Linked DNA regions of Columba livia: region 2 is linked to region 1. The links are chromatin contacts, called in public Hi-C maps. All regions are on one chromosome and are shown on one strand. The core of a region is the stretch at or near the end of the contact, and the rest is flanking DNA. Distances in the headings are between cores, read along the strand shown.

Region 1 (7,504 bases), core at 1,566-4,065:
ATAAAAAGAGCAATTTTTTTTTAATGATCGCCAGTAGCACTTCATTGCAAGCGGTTCCAAGAAAAAAATGAAAGAGTGACTGTATGCAATCTATCTACAGTAAACTGCAGCTGCAAAGGTGTTAGGTACACATTCGTGACCCTTAGTATGCTCAGTCTTTTTGATACATGTAATAAAATGACATTTAGAGCAATATCTGATTTCCAGAATTATGTTAGGGAAAGTGTAAGGTTGGGACAAATTCTGTTTGTTTTTTCAGGGTTTAAGTCTCAGCTCAAGCACACAGATCGTACCAGAGAAGTACTATGCTTTACTGTATACCCTGTCAAATATATATCAAATGCAACCGTGCAGCACTGTATATATCTTATATCTCGCATCAATATCCTCCAGCAAAATAATAATGTCAGTCGCTGCCTGTTTCCAGGAAACTTTGCGCTGACAATCCCCTGTAACCCGTTATTGGCAGCAGCTCCTTTCCTCGCAGTTTCCAGCTGTCCAGCGGGGTGTGCCAAGTCACAGCAGGACCTGAGGAGTGTTTGTATTCAACTGTGGCAAGAGCTTTATGGAGATTTGCCTTGTATATTGTGCACTTGCAGACAAGCGGGATTTCCAGGGCCCAGCGGGGGCTCCCCCGTGTTTATGCTGAGGTGGTTAGCTAGTTGGCAAATTGCTTTGGGCCAGAAACCTGTGACAGAGGAAAATGTATTGCATTAGCTTTTCTATCAATAACGTCTTAACGCTGACTTATAACACAATTGCTTTCATGCTGATCCGGCCTCCTAATTTTAATTTTAGGATTGATTCAGTTTTGCAATCAGGCAGCTTTGGTGATACTGGAAAGAAAAGCCCTTTCTTCCTTCCCTAGAAATAATATGCTGTTAAAGATACAAGCAACAAAGTATAAAAAAACTTCACTCTAATAAGCCATTGACTACTACATATTTACATCAATTTGGGAAACATCTAATCCTTTTGATATATATGCTGTTGTAATTTTAAGAAGACTTAAAATAATTTATTCTTTTAGATTTTACTCTGCTGTACAGTGGAGTAGCATTTTGCAGGACCACTTGAGTCTTGTAGGATTTTTAGTAGATTTGTAAGAGATCCAAAAAAAGGAGGGAACTGCCATTCTCAGCAGACAGAAATGCTAATTTATACTTTTGTGGGGGTTTTCATTCAGTTACTTCCAAGTGCTACCCACATATTATGAAGTGATTCTGATCTTGCTTACACTGAATGTACCTGTTCTGTGCAATAGTGCAATTTGACATCAAGAGACACTCCTGGCTGAATTAAGACTTACATCAGCGTAAGAAGTAAATCTGAGGAATTTTAAGATAAAAGTAATATGAGCTACAATTTAACATTATTTAGAAAAGTAATTTAGGAAGAATTTTATATCTTTAAATTACATTTTAAAATCAATTAAAAGATAAAAACTATTTAGATATCTCAGAATTTGAGAGAAAAATGAATATTTATATGCCAAATAGAAGCACGGGCACACCACAAGGCTCTTTCAATTTAGGACACTTTGGGACTCCTCAGATAAAGCCTGCTTTCTAATAAGCTTAACTACCCAACCGCCTGACTTTGAAGTCCTTTCACATGAAACATTCCCGCAGCTTGTATGGGGAGCTGCGCACACAAAAGATCGGCAGCAGAACGCATGTTTGTATATTTGATTATATTTGTATAGCAAAGACATATATATATAAAATGATATAACACTTTTCATGAATTGAGGCAGGAAATAACAGCTACCAGCGATCACTGTACAAAATAAAAAAATGCTTATTATATAATACCCGGCATCTTAGATCACCTTATTAAAGACAAATGGGTTTGGTACTCCAGCGGTTTGTACAGTGATTCCTACACCCATTTTTAAGCAATTTGGTAGTGCTGGTGTAAATGACCACATGTGGGCTGCACAAATAATAACACAGAAGGGATGCAGGCTTGAGTATTCTTATTTATATAATCACAATTAGGCAGTACTTATGCCACGCATGATAATAAAACAGGATTTTGCCAAGATAAATTCCTTCAGCTAACCCAGATCTGTTCCAACGCTGTGGATACTATTGTAATCTGCATGCTCTCAATGAGCCGGGCTACACACTGCCAGATCGAGGATTTCCTGTGCTGAGATATCACTAGAAGAAAGGCAAAGTTGTGCCTCTATTCGGTATGTTCCCTCACCGGTCGTAAAAATATTGACTTGGCATTACTAGTTCAACACGGGGCAACGAGAGCCTAGGCTTGACTGCCGCACTACGGGAAGGGCAGGCACACACCTGAAAAAAACCCCACCAAAACCAAACCAAAACACCCACAAAACAAAAAACCGAAACGAACAAACAAACAAACAAATACGAAACATTTTAACAGCAGAAATCTGAATGTTCAGCTATGTACTTTGGGGTGGCTCATGTTTGGGACTCCCTCCACGCCCCGAGCCCGGCTCCCGCCCGCGGCAGAGCGGCCCCGGCTCCCCGCCGCCCTTGCCTCCCGCCGCCGACAGGGGTCTCCAGCGCACCGCAGAACCGCGGGCCGGGCAGGGATGGGGCCGAGCCGAGGCCGGGGCCGGGGCCGCAGCGGCGGCCGGGGAGGGGCGCGGGGCCGGGGCCGCGGGTTCTGTCTGCGTGCGGCTGTTCGCAGCGGCTTTGTTGTGTTGCCATCAGGCGCTGCTTTTTGCGCGTTTAAAAGCCGGAGCGCCGGGTTTTGTCGTTTTGGTTTTGTTTTTGTTGTTTTTTTTTTCCCCCTAGGAAAGGAGCAAGAGCAGCCGCTTGGGAGGGAGGGATGGCTTTGGTCTGAGGCAGGGTGAGGACCCAAACTTCGGTAAAATTTAACATTCCTGATACAGAACGAAGTAAAATCGTGCATGGCTTTTCTCACTCAGCGTGTCAAAGCCTTCCTCTTTCCGTTTGGACTAGCCAGCTCTTTCCAACAGATATAATACTGGTACTTTAGCGTTCAGGCAACAGAAGGCAGAAAAACTCATTATGTTATAAATGATAGTAAATATTAGTGCCATTTTGTTATATGAACAAGATATTTGAAGTTAGTTAATTTTTAATGCACAGAGTTTTGGTTCTTTTTTTTAAAATACATTTTTATTTTTAATTATATGATTGGGGAAGACAACTGTCCAGAAAGCTTAGGGCATTTTCCAACTGGAATACAGCTCTATAGTCTGTGACAATATACAGTGGTTGATGAGTTAGTTCTAGAGGCTTCTGAATTTTAATGATGTTGGAGATGATATTGTGTGTCCTTCAGCTTGTTAGAGTGACACTAGCACTCCATAAATCATAATACCTGTGTATTGTAAAATCAATACAAAAGTGCTATCTCAGCACTAAACCTTAATAAGTTTTTCAGTGCTCTAAGAGCTTAAACTTTGCTGTAATGCTATTGGACCTGTAGGTTAGGATCAGAGCATGCTTAATTTGTTTTGTAATAGAGACTTTTCTTTAATGAAGGACCGATTAGTAAAGCTTTGGTTGCCACTCTGGTGATCAGTTGGCAGAACAGCCTCCGCAATTAAACTCATGTATCTCTGTCCTGAAGCAAAAAAGCAGGCTTAAACAGTCAATAAATGTTAATCCAGTCAGAACCTGTCTGTGCCTTTGAAGGCTGCCCATGAGGGGTTTTTCAAATCACATTTTTTTCATCTTGTTTTAAATATGGAGGTCCCCATAGAGCTGGTACGTAGTGTACAAGGCCTCCCACTGCTCTGTAATAAGATCTGGCATACTAACAACATTCTGTACAGATCTGTCATCTTTAGGTTTGTTTGTCCCTCCCCATCCCCTCATACCTACCTCTACAGTTACTGGTTATGAAAAAAAGCAGCCATCACATTTTACATTTCCTATACGTGAGAGTAAAAAGGCTGCTTTAAAAATCTTTCTACAAAACACGTTACTGTGGATGCGTACAATTTTCATAATTTACAGATATCTTCCTCAAACTTTTTTCTATTATTATTTGTTTCTTTGTGGGGTGATACTCAGGGGAGAAAGTTTATATTTATACATAAACTGCAAAGCATACGCGGGAAGTGTGGAGCTGCCAAACAACTACACTTAAAGCAAGCAAAAAGAAAAGTTGAACCTTATCTAGATTGTTGTTGCTCTCTCTAGGATACGCTTCTCATGAAATGCTGCCAGATATTTATCTAATTCTGTTTTTCATTCTTGTCTGCTTGTTTTCTTTTCCTACGAACAGGATTAAAAAAAAAAAAGGCAAGTTGATAACTAAAAGCAGAGGGAGGGTTAGCAGAAAGTTGGCTGATAGAGTTGGGAGGGTAACATGGGTGAAAGAAAGAGGCAATTCCCAATCTTTAAATGCTTTCCATTTGGGGAAACACAGCTCTTGCTATGAAGTTCATTTTCTTCTACTTCCCAGGCTATTTTCTATCTATCTCTTTAAGCTGCATGCATAGCTGTACATAAAGCATTAACATATACAGGAGAGTGCATTAAATTTAGCCTAATCATAACTGGCATCCCTTTTATGTTGCTTTGTATAATTTAGCTTTTGCTCTTCATTTGGAGACTGAGAGCTTCAAATAAAAAGATGAGGAGACTTGTATGAGCCACTGGATTGAAAATGAAAATTTTCTACTGGAGAGAAAGAGAGGGAAAAGAGGGATACCAGTTTCTTTTTATAAAGGGCCAAATTCATCATGAGCACAATACTCTGACTTCCCTTGGCCACTCTGTTCCCTGCAGTGTGACCTGGGAGGGTTCAGAGGACACAAAATGACAAGATCAACTCATGATGGCCTTCTGGACAACACAGTTGGTACAGCACAATCATGCAAGGTTTCAGCAAGGGCAAGCAAGAGTGCCAATATTGTGATGGGATGTTTGCTGCTGTGTCCTGTCGGCTGTCAGAACAGTGCAAACTGCTTTGGTTTAAGATGTGCCAAGGAAGTAATGGCTAAGTATAGCACTGTAGGCACAATTATTAACTACATTCTTATTACTCATAGATATGAATATATACACACATCTTCCATGTTTACTGGTTTGAAGTGATTAGGTTGTGATGAAGTATATTTTCAGATTTTTTTTAAATACAAACATATACATTTAAAAAACTACCACTTGCCCTTCTATTTTTTTCAAGCCCTGTCCTATCGGGAGAACCATCACAGGCAGTGAGAGAAGTCGTGGTGTACCTGTCCAGTGTATGTCAGGGTCATGTTCAACATGAGGTACACATTTAATAATAATTTGAAGCTGAGGTACAGCAAGGAATATATTTTGCCCTATCCTTTGCTGTGTTTCCCATTTTATTATACTAGATTTTATCTTAGGTTTTGATCCTTTAATTCAAACCAGTTTATGATACAGGTACTTGCCCTGACTCACATCTTGTGCCACCTCCAGTTCCGGCCCTCCATATGTATTTCCTCCAGCAGCCAGCATTATGTAGCCAAGATCTATCTTGATTTTTGTCTTCCTTCACCCTTCTGAGATCTCAGCGAAGTCACTGGCAGCAGACTTTGGGTTCCCATTCAGCTGGACTGTGTGCGACCTTGCAGAAATCATAGAGGAGGTTCTTGCAGAAATACAGAAATCACAACAGCAGTCTGCAGGTTTTGATTAATTAAAAATATGAACAGGGTCTGGAAAGAGGAAAAGAAAAAAAAGAGTCAAACACCATCTTTCAAATAAAATACAACAAACAAAGAGATTCCAAACAGGCAAAGGAGATCTTTAAATATTGGGAAGTTCTTATTCAGTGCATGAAGCTATGGAGGCCAGGCAGTCCTAGGCAATAACAGAAAAAAAGCATGGTTATTGATGGCCTGAAGGTCCTCCTGATCCACAAAAGACATTTGCAAATGATGATCTTGAATCATAACACATTAATTGTTGCTTTTTTTTTTTTTCCCAAGTGGGATGTGATGATAAAATTTTTGCATTCTTTTCATTTCATTTTCCAACACCCTACCACAAAGAGCTAGGCCACCAGTTCCTGACTGCACTTCATTAGTCATGTAGTTTAGTGAGCACACCCCCAAATTTAAGAAAAAAGGACTTGAACCTGCAGTCTGCTGGGCACAGCCAAAAGGGAATCAGAGCAAGCAAACACATCTTTAAAAAAAAGTACACGAAATATTTACCATCACAGAAGATCTGCTAAAACATAAAGAAATGCATATGGCTTTTAAAGAGAAAGACTGTCTTCATGCTCATGAGGTCTTCTAATAAGAAAAGCAGAAGTGAGCATGAGAACGGACAAAGACTAGTAGTGTTGACCTGGGGCTTTTGACCCATGACTGTCTATAAAATCCCCTCTAGATGTTCTCTGATGTATCTGCTCACCTAGTCCTGCATCATAATTAAATGTGAACTAATTCTGTAAGAAACAGAAGTTCAGATGAGCAGAACACTGATGTTGGTTTCTCAGACTGGGTCAGGGAAACTGGCTTCTGACCACATGGTTACAAAGCCAGCTGTGTAGGGTCAGTGGAACATAACAGGATTAGGGCAAGGTGCATTCTCTCTCAGTTCAACAAATTCAGTTTGTTTATTTTAAAATGTGTCTGGATAGCGGGCCGGAATTTTCTTCTGGAGGAGTAGAGTGGTTTCTCTAAGGCAAGTTGTCTGTATAAGCTGGGACTGAAGGTGGGTTTGGGAGAGAGGAGATGCAAAGCACTAGCTTTTGTGCACTTTCCACTAGGTTCTAGCACTTGCTGAACAACAACTGCATGATCACAGCCAGAGTGTGACAATTATTGCAAATGGAAAAAATCAGAAAATTTAAACAGGACCTCACGGTGGCAAATGAAATTCAGTTTGTGCCTGGATAAGCATGTGTATGGCTCCTGTTCCTCCTTCACGTGCTTTCCCACTTGCACAGCATTGAGACTCCCACAGGTGTAGGTCAAAGTTGCACCAGCTATTCAGGGTGGGTGCTACCCTCAGCAGCTGGAAGGAGTAAAAAGAAATCTGGAAGAATCCTCATGTGAGCCACAGTGGTCTGGGCAGCCTCTGTAATTGTGAGACTCAAAGACTCTCCCAGAAATTTAGGAGCCTTTGCCTGTTGTTTCAGTGGACTCCCATGGTCACCTTGGGTGGCTGCAGAAGGTGAAACTTTAAGTAGACTATGGCCTTATAAAATATCAGCACACACATACTTGAAAGCCTAATGATCGGTTTAGCTTGGCTTAATTGAGTTTATGTGTTCAAGGATATCCTGTCAGCTACTCATGGAGAAAATTAAAGCTGGAATAAAATTCTGCTGATCTGATGAAGAGCCTGAGCCTACCTCTGTGTGAGAGCCGGCTCTCTTAGCTGACTCCTTGTACTCAGAGAGGTGGGCTGAGAGCGTCAGCTCTTTTTTTGGGGTTGTGACAAAGCTCTGTGCTCCTGAAGCTGGTGAGTTGGCTCAGTGCTGCTTAATCATTTGCTTTCTCTCCCTTTCCAATGTGATCCACGCATTGCAAAAATGAGTCTATGATGAATAGATTTTT
Region 2 (7,504 bases), core at 1,544-4,043, 290 kb after region 1:
CTATAGCGCTGTGCAGGGAGGCGGCAGTCAGTCTCGGGCTGAGGCGACCACTGTGCGGAGAATTTTCAAGGGCCTCCAGCACCGCATTTCCAGCTGAGTCTGACAAATTTGAGAGCCTTTTGCCAGCTGTAGGGCTGTGCAGCCCTCTCTCCATCAGGATCATCTCTTTTCTTATTCTTTCCATCATCTCAGCTTTATAAAAAATGTCAAAGTTGCAGGGCTGGTCCTGTACTAATGATGAGCTGCAGCAGGGGCTAATTCACATTCAGCCCGGCAAGTGTCTCTAAATATTATTATCTCTTTTTGAGGGAGGCGTAAAAATTGTGGGATGCCAAAGCGAGGGAATGACTGGTCAAAATGACCCATACATCCTTTCTAGCCCGAAATGTCATTCATCAAAAAGTGGTGCTCGTCATTAAGGTATGAATGACGCTGTTCGAATAATCATTTATTGTAACAGGTTTATAAGCAAATAAATACAAGCTCCTGTCAGTGGATAATGAAGGCGGCTTCAGAGCAGACAAATATATCCAGGTGGAAAGAAAGAAAGACAAGAAGTGAGGAGTAAAGCTCTTGTCCTTAGCTTGATCAGATCTTGCTTGAATTGCTCTGGGGTTTGGCCTCTGGGGTGGAATTGACAGTCTGATTAATAAAATGAGCTCTGCAACATTTCCCCCTTCATTTAGGTGCATCATTATGCTCTGATTTTTGTTTTGTTGCCTTTTAGGTCCTAATGATGCAGCTTCTTTCTCATTTGTCCTCGGACAGAGCTACATGCTAAATATTAGATAATGCTTTTCTTTATTAATATTTCTAAGGCGAATTTTAGATCACAACGCGACGAAATGCTGGAAGACAACCAGAGGACAGAGAACATCCTGCCATTGATTTCTCTTTACTTTTTTCTTGCAATTTCTAGGTCACATTAGTACTTTTATTTAGGAATTTACACTGACACCCCCACGCACCCCCTCACACGCGCAAACATTATATCCAGACTTTAAAAGACCGGTACTGCCGGCACGCACCAATTCGAGTACACTTACAGCAGTTGCCGGGAAATTAAAATATTTATTATAATGTAATATATTATAATTCTAATATATTTTTATTCGTTGTGTCCATAAATGTGATCTCCTTTTTACTTTCTATAATCCTGCTTATCGAAGAAGATAGCCCGCTTCTTCCCTCTGGGACAACACTGGCTGATGACGGGGGAGAAATAATCGAAGAACATTAAATATATTTGTGATTTAGAACACTCCGCGGCCGTGCGATTTCATCCTCCCGGCAAGTTTCTTTCCAGCCCTCTGCTTCCTCCCTCCCCACGGCCAATAAACTCTACGCATTTAGAAATTAAGAATATAAATGAGGGGGGTTCATCGCCCACAGGCTTCTAGCTAGCAGAGACTTCACCTTTAGCACCCTCTCTCCGAAGTTACCTGTGGCTCAGGGATCTCATCCCTCCGCTCCTTGCAGTGGACACGGTCTGCGGCGCTCGGCAGACGTGGCGGTCAGGAAGTCTCCCTTCAGTGATAACTTTGTTAGTAATAATGACGCTGATAGCAACCATTTAAACGAAGATAAATCCTTTGCATCTCTCCTTAGCATCTCTGAAGTGCCCAACCTTTATGCTCGCCATGATTTTTTTCACTCACATCATCTAGTATTTAGACCCTGGGAATCTGAATTTCATCGCCCGGAGAAACAACCTAATGTTTCCTGTGATTAAACGCGGGTTTGATTTTTTTTTTTTTTTCCGAGAAGAGATGTTCCCGCTAAAGTTATTTACATACATCTCTTAAGTTATGCTCTAGCGCACTACTCATAGCTCGAAAATGACACATATGATAGATTAAAAAAAAAAAAAAAAAGTGTTAAAGTCTCCCTAAACATTCCAGCGAATATTTAGAAAACATTCTAAGCGTTGTTTGCAGAATCCACCCCTCAATTAATGAGAGTTTTATGTTAGCCCTTTGAAATATGAATTTCGACTGCAGTGTGGTGTCCTGCGTATTACAGCCCCCAAAACAGACAAAAGTAAATATCAACTTTTCCTCCTCGCGGGCGCGGCAGTGGAGCGGGACGACGGCGAGGGAGTGGAGTGGGATACAAGCCGCGGGGCGGCGGGGAGAACCGGTACACGATTTCCCCTGGGTTCCCCCCGGCCGGGCCGGGCGGGGGGCTTTGCACTGCCCTCCCGGCGGGGCGGAGGGTGTCCCGCTGTTACACCCCAGCTCAGACCTTGCTGAGCGTGGCCGAGCGGGCTCCCCGCGGGCGGCAGCAGGCACCGCACCGCCCGGCGGGCCCGGGACACCCAGCCGTGCCGGGGTCCCGAAGCCCCCGCTTCGCCTGCCGTAGCAGCCGGCTGCTCCGGCGGGGCGGGAGGCGGAGCGGAAGCCTGCGGCTGGTTTATTGCTGTCGTTTGGCGCCCTCGTCTGTTTTCTTAAAGGCTGTAACAGGGCGAGCAACTTTCCCCCTGCTCTTCGGAAAACCGCAGCCGCGATAGCAGATCTCCGAGGCACTCGTGTGTGCGCACAACCAAAGCCGGCACATCTTTAGACTCCAGAACTGTTACTGCACTACTAAGAGAGATGGGACGCTTTTTATGTTGTTCAGAGCGGTGGAAAAAGACTATGAAAAGCCTCGATGTGAGAGAAACAAGTTACATGTTACAAGTTACATCTTTATTAGTGTTATTTTATATTTTGCACCTTTTAAATAATACTGATACCTTAGGTTACGTACAATGTGACTTAAAATAAAGCAAGGGAAATAACATGTAGTAAAATACGCTAATAATCTTCCTCTAAATAGATGTGCGGTAGCAAGCCCGTTCCCCACCATGCAGTTTATCAGCACACCCCCAACCGTCAACTCACTAATAAACTAGTCATCTGATATTTATATTCCCAGCCAACTAGATGCATTTACTGCACCGATGTTTATCTTTTTATCTTGTTTTGTTTTCCCAAAAGCAACAGCACAGACTAAAAACCTTTTGGCATATGTTTATAGTTCAAAACCCACAGCTCAATCTAAAGAACCTCCGGCATTACAGTGACATTAGTGAGCAAAGGGGGAGGAAGTCACAGAGACCGCTAAAATATGGAAGGTTTTGTTAGACGCTGTTTACTCAGTTGTTCTTGTAAGTTTAAATAGCTGCTTAGGCCTGTGGCCAAACTTCTTTTCATTTTTACCTTGAAAGTTATTGCTCAAGGCATCAAAGAATATTTCAGTGCTCGTTTATTAAACCGGAGCCAGGAAAAACAGGTCACACAACTTAATTGAAATGAAGTTCGTGTTAAATCAGCCAAACAACATCTCGGCCAGCTTTTCACCGCTCAGAGCGTGCTTGGGAAGACGAACAGGAATATCTGCTTCCTCCTCCTCGGAGGGGCAGGCTGCCAACAGGGGCCCGTGGCGGCGAGCAGCGCAGGCGGGCCATCGGCGGCAGCGCAAGTTCTCCGGGTCGCCCCTCGCGGGGTCTGAGCACCTGGTGTTGCTCTGGTCGCGGGTGTGTGGGGCTGAGGGGGGTTGTGTCCAAGCGAGCGCCGCGGGAGTGGGGGCTGCCCCGAGGGACTCCGCTCAGGGCCGAGGAGTGCGCTCAGCGCCCGCGGCAGCACTGGCGGCGTGCAAGGCGGCGCCACCTGGCGGTGCATTGGTGGCAATGCGCGAAGGAGCCGCGGGCGCTGCCCTCCCGAGGACACCGACAGCGCAACTCCGCGCCCTGGCAGCGCACCCACCGTACCCCCGCTCAGCCGCGACTCTCCGCCTCATGCCTACATGCATGTAAAGAGCCAAACTCGGGACGTTCAATTCTCCTTTCAGGCCTGATTCTCTGCGAACTGTCACCCGAGAGAGGTGAAGGAAACGGAGCCAGCATGTTCCCGAGTCACGCGGGCCCTGCAGCATCGTCCCTCCCCCCGCTATACAGGCTGAGATCCCGCGGGCGCTCGCTTTGCAATGTTAATGATTACACGATGTCTTCTGGGGCTGCTTTTGCACGCAAACCGGTTTTAATTTAAACGAGAAAGCGTTACTCCGGCCGCGAAGCTGTTCGGCCGACGTTTCGTTTCAGCCGGCAGCTGAGGCAGGTCGGCGAGCTCATCCCAGGTCAGCGTCCCCGAGGTCCCCGCGCTGCTTCAGAGCAGAGTCAGGGGAGTCAGGGAGTCAGGGGCCGGCCAGCACCAGCCCGTGACCCGAGAGCTCAAGTTCAACTCCCGCATGTGCTGAAAGGCTGTGCAGGGTGTCGGGAGAAAACTTTCTCCCACTCGAAATCGGTTTTTAAAGTTGACATGAATAAACACACAACAAGCTATGACATATATCTGGAGGAAAAACAAACAAACAAACAAACAAAAACAAACACAAAACCCACAACTATTTTCCCTGCTTTGGTGCTAAATCTTTTCAGTACTGTAACTGGCTTTTTATTTTATTTTTTTGTTTTTTTTTAAGGCGTGGTAGATAACGAAAGCTCCTCTCTTCTGTTATACTATTAAAAGTCCACACAGGTTAGAAAGTAACAATGGAACGCAGTGGGCATGGGGAAAAGTTTTTTGATAAATGTAAATGGATTGCTTTTCTCTTCATTTGCATACTTCGTTTGCTCTGGGAAAGGTGTTTGGGAAATATGTGTTCGTGTTTGCTTTTGTTTTCTGGAGCAAACACTAGCAAGAGAAGAGACATCGTAAAAATATTGTTACCATCGGCAAATTCTGGCGAGGTAGGTGATGGAAAAACTGGATTATTTTTCCTGGGAGAGACCAGGCAGAGGGCAGACAGCAAATACTAAGAGCCTGTACTAAAAGCTTATGGAGTCTTAACTGTGTTAAATTACTGCACATGTATTTGAGGAAATGAGATAATTTCAGGGAAGAAAAAAAAAAAAAACACCTGTTTTTTCAGGGGCTGAACACAAACACTTTCTGCAGCGATGCTATCTGTGCAGATTCCCGTCCAGTGTGTCAATGGAAAATGCGGTGCGTCTCCGCGAGGCGCTGGGCATCTGCAGAGCCAGCGCTGGGGGAAGGCGAGGACTGTCCTGCAGGCAGAAGCCCGGCAAGGTCGGTACGTCGCCCTGCCTGCCGCGGAGCGAAGTCTCCATCGGGACTGTCCTCCCCGGATAGCGGATGTGCGGGGACAGGGCCGCAGCACTGCCCCCGGGTTTCGGGGCGTGGGACGCGTCCTGCCACTTGTAAACTGGGTGGATGCTCAAAGCGATCCGACCTTGGCTCATGAGCTCATTATTTTTATTCGCGTGCATAATATCCTGCCGCGCAAGGCAGTGCTGTTTTCTACACCCTCTACAAAACGGCTTATTACGAAATTGAAGTCGTTGGTCATAAACTCATCCAAAGACACAGTTTTCAGGGATACCGAGGGGCTCTCGCTGGAGCAGAGGTCTCGGGAGGGCTGAGGTGCTCTGCGGATGTCGCTGCGGCTGCACCATGATTTGCTTTGATGCAACAGAGCTCAACAATCTCCAAAGCCCTGTGCTTTAGATTCTCCTTTCTTTCGGCTGCCTTATTTAAAATGACGTGACAGGAGACAAAATTTCACCGCATTTATTGCAAGAGGAAACAAAACGGGAAATATGTCTGGAGAAATAAAGTCTCTTCTTTCTCCGGAATTCAAAGTGTTAGCAATATTTTCACTAGAAAGCTGCGTGCAGGGACATAAAAGGATGGGAAACTTGTGCCTCCACAAACCATCCTCCTAATCATATAGGGTTTCGTATCCTGAGAGTAAATACTGATTCGGCTTACACCCGTGAGAAACACGTAATCACATCTGACTCACTTCTTAGCTGATTATGAAAGACTAATAGCAATTAAGTGGTTATAGCTAATGATCGCTTCCACAAATTGCCAACGACTATTAGACCGGCTACAAAGCAGGGCTGCGGGGCGGGCGGCTGCTGCGCGACCTCTCTGCCACTCGGCCTCTCCGCGGCTGCCAGTAGTCCGGAGGCCCCGCCGCTGCCTGCCCAGTCTGCTCAGCAAGGGCACCCCAACTCCGAAACTGTGTCAACGCTGACTTTCAACTACACGGCAGCTGCCTCTTTTCTCTCTTGCGGCTGAGCCTCCGTTGGGACAATAAATACGGCCCAGCTATATTCTTTTCAGCTGCCGCGGCGTTTCCCCGTCCTTCTCGCGGAGCTGCCGCCTTTCCCAGCAACTTGTTGCCTTCCGCGCCAGAGAGAGGGTTACGTGTTTGCAGTACGCAACTGCGGAGCGACAGGAGCCGGCCCGAAGGGGCAGGGGCTGGCGTTGGAGCTGGGGCTGGGGTTGGAACACGTCTTCGGAGCTCATTCAATTCCCAGTTCTTCTCGCTCTTCCAATTTCCATCCTGACTCAGCGGGAGAGTCGAAAGAGACGACAGAAGGATTTGTCACAGTCTTGGGAACTCACCCCCAGAACAACCGTCAGCATAAGCGAACACTGCGTTTTAACTAGGCTGCCTTACCACATGAACTGACACTGCAAGGGGAAAAAAGCCACATCTAATGAGTGCCAGGTTTAGCGTCTTGCTCTGAGCACAGGCCCGATGCCTTTTCCTGGCTGGTAGCAATATTTGGGGGGGCCAAGGGAAGTTCTCCCATGGACGAGGGCTAAGTGGAGGCAGGGAACCCCTGCTCCCCTATAACAAAGCCCTTATCCTCCATACATCGCTTGGAAAGAGGCAGATGGGGCGGATGGGTTACAAAGACCTTGCCGGGTTTTTCCCACTGCCGCAGACACAACAATGAGCTGGGGAAGGTCTCTCAGGGGATCTGGTCAGACCCCTGCCCTCGGCTTCAAAATGACCCCTGCCCGCGGACCAAGGGTCTTCCTGTGGCCCTTTTGAAGCCTCGGGCAGGAGGAAGAGGGGGCGGTAAGAGCGACGGGGGCGAGGCTGGCCCGGGGGGCATCACCGTCGCCCGTCTGCCCAACCCCTCCCCAGCGCCGGGGCCGTGTCGGGGCGGGAGCGCGGCGGCGGAACGGAGGTGGGAAGGGAGGGGGGACGCCGTCGGTGCGGACCGAGGGGCTGCGAGGCGAAAGGGGCAGTGCGGGCAGCGGGACGGTCACATGTTTCGACGGCAGCCTATGAGCAGCCCCCCGGGCTGCGGCAAACTAATCTGGAGCCGGCCGCCCCCACCCCGTCCCCCCTCCCAACCTGGACTTCGTTTTTATAAACGTACCGCCAGGATCCAACCTGTTGGAGGCAAATAACCATTTGCATCATGCCCGGCCGGGGACCGAGCCGCCGCCGCCCGCGATGTGCAAGGCCATGAGCAAAGCAGCGACCTGGGAGATGGACGGACTGCGCGGTGACAGCAGCGGCGGCGGCGGCGGCGGCGGAGCCTCCGGGCAGTGCCGTAATTTTCTCTCCTCGCCCGTTTTTGGGGCGGCGCACACGGGCCGAGCGGCCGCTGCCGCTGCTGCCGCCGCCTCGGGGTTCGCCTACGCCGGCGGAGGGGAGCGCTCGGGGGCGGCAGCGAGGGCCGACCCCCCGGCCA

What was found. Hi-C and Micro-C count contacts between places; a contact is called where the count stands out from the background.
Region 2: a Hi-C map of crop shows a contact between it and region 1, with 4 times the contacts expected there. The contact joins the promoter of EVX2 here to the enhancer-like site in region 1. A contact is called at or near these places in 2 of 2 Hi-C or Micro-C datasets (crop and liver).

Annotation. Positions count from the first base shown.
Region 1 is chr7:23,246,501-23,254,004 of bColLiv1.pat.W.v2, forward strand. No RefSeq gene overlaps it. Among named protein-coding and RNA genes, the nearest start is that of ATP5MC3, 70 kb to the left of the region's middle. Within about 2 kb of position 2,816, at least 2 of the 3 cell types and tissues checked have an H3K27ac peak away from gene starts, as active enhancers do.
Region 2 is chr7:23,533,010-23,540,513 of bColLiv1.pat.W.v2, forward strand. It overlaps EVX2 (even-skipped homeobox 2), which reads right to left and starts at 2,794. Exons shown (of 3, transcript XM_065068850.1): 1 at 1-2,794. The coding sequence starts at 187. HOXD13 (homeobox D13) reads left to right here and starts at 7,264. Exons shown (of 2, transcript XM_005514209.3): 1 at 7,264-7,504. The coding sequence starts at 7,264.